2 separate regions of the Mus musculus genome follow, and region 2 is linked to region 1. Evidence: chromatin contacts called from public promoter capture Hi-C data. All regions are on one chromosome and are shown on one strand. Each heading gives the region's core, a stretch centred on a gene start, on an enhancer-like site or on the middle of the called end of the contact. The rest is flanking DNA. Distances are from core to core; before and after follow the strand shown. Region 1 overlaps Gm38424 (a long non-coding RNA gene). Region 2 overlaps Babam2 (BRISC and BRCA1 A complex member 2).

Region 1 (2,597 bases), core at 66-2,565:
AACCATCCATAAATCAGGGTGATGGCTGACACAAGAAGGCCCCCAGCTCCTGCCCCACTGCACTAACACCATAATTGCTCTATTTCAGGCTGTCCAGATGATCACATTTGATTGCATACCCCTGTATGTGAACAAGTGTATAATCATAAAATGTGCACTTAAATTATAAGCTACCTTGCTCAAGGCTTCTTTCTAAATTTAGTTATTCGATGCCAAGGAGAAAAGGGGCCAATCATATATTAACCAAATTAATCATCTCAGAATGAACTGACTTGGGGAAAGATTTAGAAGTGAATTTTCCCACACAGGACAGAATTCTATATGTTACATTCAACATATATGTTCTAGGTGCTGCTGAGATGGCTCAGGGGGTAAAGCGCTTACTGCTCTTGCTCAAGGAGCTATATCTGAATGCCTATAAATAATAGTAGTAATAATAATAATGATAATAATAATAATTCCAGGCATATCTGGACCCCTAGCACTGGGCATGGGAAGATACAATAGATCCTAGGAACTTACTGGTCAGCCAAATTCTGTGTACCTCCACAGCTTCTTTTCTTTTCAGTGAAAGTCAGAAGATAGCATTATGAAGTTTATTCTCTCCTTCTACCTGTATCTAGGCCTCAGAAATTGAATTTAAGTGATTGCTACACTATTGTGGCAAGTGCCCTTTACCCACTGAGCCATCATGCCCCATATATATATACATATATACATACATACATACATATATATGTACACACACACACACACAAGCATGCACGCACATCTAAGATACACTGGACTGAAACATCACCCCAGCTACACGTGTGTGTGTGTGTGTGCGTGTGTGTGTTTGTATGTGTAATGGAAAAGAGAAAATGACACATAGCTCATTTCTAATGGCTAGATGTGTCCTTAAACAGAAAGTGCATTCCCCAAGGTGTGTTTTGAAGCTGTTGGCACTACAGAAGACATTTTTGGATCTGACACATTCTGATCCCTCTGGCTGGATCCATTTCCCCCTGGAAGAACTCCTGGGAAGCATGATCTAGTGGGAGCAGGTCCTCCAATCAGCCTGTCCCCTTCTGAACACCCCACTGCATGTGTTCCCAGCAGACATGGCTTCAAGTTAATGAAGTTGTGAATGAATGCAGGTGAATCCTAACAGAGAAATTTAGAGGGTCAGAGGGTGAGCCCCATTTCAGTAATAAAGACAGCAAGAAGAGGAAGCTGAGACCTTTCAGAGAGCGGAGTCTTACAGCTGCAGCCCAGGACAGCCCAACCCTGCTGGCCTTGCCTCTGTCCTCAAAGAACAACAGCAGCTTTGCTTGGCCTGTTGCATCAGCTGCTACACTCCACCCTTCCCTTCCCCACCCCAGGAAGTGGTAAGGAGAGTTAAGTAACAGCCTGTGAGGCAACCACTTGGGGCAGCTGGAAATCTGGGGGAGGCTGTCTCTCTCCTTCCAGCCAGGCTCCACCCAACAGTCTCTCTTTAGATTCAAATCCATGGAAAAAGAAGTGCTCAGCTGCCAGAGTCCTCCCCACTCTCCTGACATTGCTTCATCCCTGGTACCCACATGGTAGAGAAAGAAAATAGATTCCTGCAAGTCGTCCTCTAGCCTCCACATGTAGGCCTGTGACATCTGGGGGTGATGTGCAAACACGCACATGCGCGCGCACACACACACACACACACACACACACTAAACAAATAAATAAATGTTAAAAATATTTTAAAAGGCTTTTTAGGACTAGAGGTATGGCGCAGTAGTTAACAGTGCTTACTACTCTTGCAAGACCCTGGTTTGCTTCCAACACCTCATCAGGTTGCTCACAACTCTGGTTCTGGAAGAGGCCAGAAGAGGGAGTCAGATCTCCTAGAGCTGGAGTTGCAGGCCCTTGTGAGCTGCCATGTGGGTGCTAGGAATTGAACCCAGGTCCTATGGAAGAGCAGTCAATAAGTATACTTAACTGCTGAGCCATCACCCCAGCCCCATGTAACCCTGCTGTCCTGTCTCTGACTCCTCAGTGCTGGGACTAAAGGCATGTGCCCCACAACTTTTTCTTAATTAAAAGAAAAAGAACCTATGACAATATACTTGACTCAAAGGCTATATTAGCTATCATTACACACAATTTCTCTATTTTTAAATTATTATTATTGTTATTATCATGAAGATGTTTGCTGAGATAGGACCTTACTCTGTAAACAAGACTAGCCCCTGATCACACAGTAACCCTCCTGCCTCAGCCTATTAAGTGCTGGGGTTACAGGTGTTCTCTACCATACCCAGTTCATGTCTTTTACTGATATACATTGCTGTTAGTCAGGTTCTAGAAGGCTTGAAAGCCAAGGATGGGCTCCTCCCTCATCATCAGCATCTTGTAAAGTGAGGAACCAAAGCTGCAGAACTTAGATTACAGGTTAGAAGAGCAGGCCCGGGTGGAGCCATGACATTCTGAAACTGTCCAAACGACCATACGATTACTATCTAGCTAGAGGTTTTCTGGTAAAGAGCAAAGGCGTACTAATTGTCCCTTCAGAGCTAATCCAATTGAGCCTGTCAAACACCTAGATAAGGAAATGCCCTTAGGAAGCTGTCTGTTCCAGA
Region 2 (2,597 bases), core at 63-2,562, 480 kb before region 1:
CACTCTCAGAAAAAGTGCAAGCAGAGCTTCCATTCCTAGTACATACATCTTATGCTACAGACTCCTCTAAGCCCACCCATAGTTAGTGTATGAGCCCCAAGCCTGTGTTTCTGCCTCTCCTCCAGCACGTGACTACATCCTCTTTCTAGCAGCACCATTCTCACCTTCACTTCCATTTAGGTTAGATGGAATGCTTTCCACACTGCTAAGCCATCAGAGGATTCTCGTCTGCCCATAGTCAGTCCCTGTGCTTCCAGGACATTTGAATATTCACATATCCTCCCTGACAGGTCACATTGATGGCCCCTGTAAAATGGGGCTTACTGGCTTAGCCCTGGTTCAACATGCAGTCCACAGTGGCTTCAATGAACATAGCTCATGGTAGCCACTTGTTGGCAGGGTTAGTTTAAACCTGTGCATTTCTAACTATTAAAGTATGTGGGTGAGAGAATAATACTCTACCAGTAAATGTAGTGTTTAGGTAGTGACAGAGGAAACTAGCCGTTATTAAATTTTAAACTGTGCCAGAGAAAAGAGAGAAAGACAGATAGATTTAGTATCTTTCATCCATTCCTGACCGACACAGCCCCACAGTGCCTACATCACTGTCACCTTGACTTTAAAGCACTTGTGCACAGGTGCACCAGACCAAACACTCTTCATACATAAGAAAGAGCTGATGAGACTGTGTCCTGACCTGGAACACAGCTGGACGAACCAAGAGAAGCCCCAAGGTGAGGTTCACAAAGGACAGAGTGTGGCAACTGTGGCTGCAAGCCACATATTCCAGTGGCTTCTATTTTCCCAACAGTCTAGATGTGTAGCTGGGGAAAGCTGACTCCCTTAATCTGAGGATCAGAGTGGGTAGGCTGCTGTCAGTGCCTGTAGCCCTTACTTCAAGGTCACTGTAGTCAGGGTCACTCTGGCTGTTTCTAGGTTACATACAGCAGGATCCCAACATTCCTGGTTAAATAGACGGTGAAGGCTGCAAGGATTGGCTCCAGGCATTAGCCTGAGCCTGGCAGCCATAGTTCGAGTGGTCCCCTGTCATCCCTCCCAGGACCAGAGTCTCATAGGGTCTGGAGCTATAGCCCTTAGTTCAGTGTTTCCTGGGAACACTTGTGGGGAAGGGGCTGCAAGGCCCTTATACAAAGGGTCTTGGCAACAGGGAGCATGACTGATAGGCAGGCAGGCTCTTCCTTTGCGGAAAATTTGCAGAAAGTTTCCTGTGTTTCCTGGGCTTTTCCTGCCAGGGCAAACTGTGCCTCCACGAGGGAAGTGTGGCGAGGGCTATTTAAAGGCATGGTGCTACCAGCTGTTTGCAGAGATCGCTTCTCAGCTTGGCTCCTCATTAAGTCAGTTAAGGGAGGGGAAGCAGGCACAGGAGGGGGAAAATGACAACTGGCGCCCACCCATTTATAGATGGTTTTAGAGCCCTGCTTTCAATTATTTAGTTTTTATCAGAGAAAACGAGGAGCTGCCCAGGGCACAGCATGCTAACGGCACTAGGTATCTACATCTGTTACCAAAGGCAAAGTGTCCAGAAAGCTTCCCAAGTGTGTGATGTGGTAGGGAAGGCTCCTTGCCTTAGCATTAACTGGCCAGGGGTGGGTGTGGTGGCAGGAGACAGATGCCTGGAGTCAGCCAAGTCCCTCACTCCACTCATGCTAGAAGTTTTAGTTTCAGAACAGTTCAGAGTCTATTATGTTTCAGGGTGGAATAAGGCTCTGATACTCTCATCCCTTTGGTAGGTCTAATTGATGTCCTATTGCTTGAGATTTCAAAATCCCAGCACAGTCCAAGAATCTCCAGAAAACAAATTGTAGCAAAGGGATCCCAGGCTGTGATGAGGTCAGTTCTGTGTACAGCAGGGCGCGGGGCAGGAGACGCAGTGCTTATTAGCAGCTCTCCTTCTCTTGCCCTGGACCCAGGGCTGATAGTCTCCTCTCTGGACTGCAGCTCTCTCTTCTACACAGCTGAGAGCTTGGCCTGCCGCTGACTGTGGGTGACAGGTCATGTAGAGTAGGCTCTGAAGTAGTGAGATCTCAGCTTCAGGCCTGTTCATGTGCCTTTATTAGCTGGATCCCTTGGGCAAGTGACATTAGTTTGGCTTCTTCATCTATAATATGGGAACAACTATAGCTACCTTAAAAGGTTCTTAAATGAGATGGCCCAAGTAAGCCCTTGACATAATAACCAACCTAATAGATGATCAATGCTGCCAACTGTTAACATGGGGACCAAGCTGGGTCTAAGCATTGGGCAGAGAGGTTCAGAGTTTTTGTAAACAGCCATAAACATCGTGAGTCTCTGTGGACGAGGGATGCCTTGTACAGGGAGACAGGTCTGCGAGTCTGTGTCCTTAGTTCATCCTCTTCCTGTGGCTTCTTGACTGACTCCTCCTTCCTCAAACATCCCATACAGAGCTGTCAGCTGGAGCAGTGAGATGGCTACTTTTACACTGGACAAGCAGCCAATGTCCTGGGGACAGGATAGATCCTCTGAAATTCAGTCCTGGTCTGCTTGGTGGCATACTGGTGGCATACTGGTGGCATCTAAGGGTGAGCTCTGCAGCCAAAGCTACCTGAGGCCCTCAT

The links. Capture Hi-C pulls out chosen DNA fragments and counts their contacts.
Region 2: a contact with region 1 is called in a promoter capture Hi-C map of adipose tissue. The contact joins two enhancer-like sites. A contact is called at or near these places in 5 of 39 promoter capture datasets (the C10 cell line, cranial neural crest, hippocampal neurons and 2 more), 1 of 15 datasets of contacts at CTCF or cohesin (the NIH/3T3 cell line), 5 of 484 Hi-C or Micro-C datasets (adipose-derived mesenchymal stem cells, cortical neurons, epidermal suprabasal cells and 1 more), 15 of 115 datasets of contacts at active chromatin or transcription factors (the 230-238 cell line, acute myeloid leukemia, bone marrow-derived macrophages and 6 more) and 3 of 9 other capture datasets (adipose tissue, embryonic stem cells and liver).

Annotation. Positions count from the first base shown.
Region 1 is chr5:31,601,324-31,603,920 of GRCm38.p6, reverse strand. All of the region lies in intron 2 of Gm38424 (a long non-coding RNA gene), which reads right to left. Among named protein-coding and RNA genes, the nearest start is that of Gm38424, 5.7 kb to the right of the region's middle. Within about 2 kb of position 1,315, at least 197 of the 459 cell types and tissues checked have an H3K27ac peak or open chromatin away from gene starts, as enhancers often do. A contact at or near this core is called in adipose tissue, heart atrium and uterus, where this site is marked.
Region 2 is chr5:32,079,711-32,082,307 of GRCm38.p6, reverse strand. The region is part of intron 11 of Babam2 (BRISC and BRCA1 A complex member 2); the gene reads right to left. Among named protein-coding and RNA genes, the nearest start is that of Gm40277, 9.4 kb to the left of the region's middle. Within about 2 kb of position 1,312, at least 43 of the 459 cell types and tissues checked have an H3K27ac peak or open chromatin away from gene starts, as enhancers often do. A contact at or near this core is called in adipose tissue, heart atrium and uterus, where this site is marked.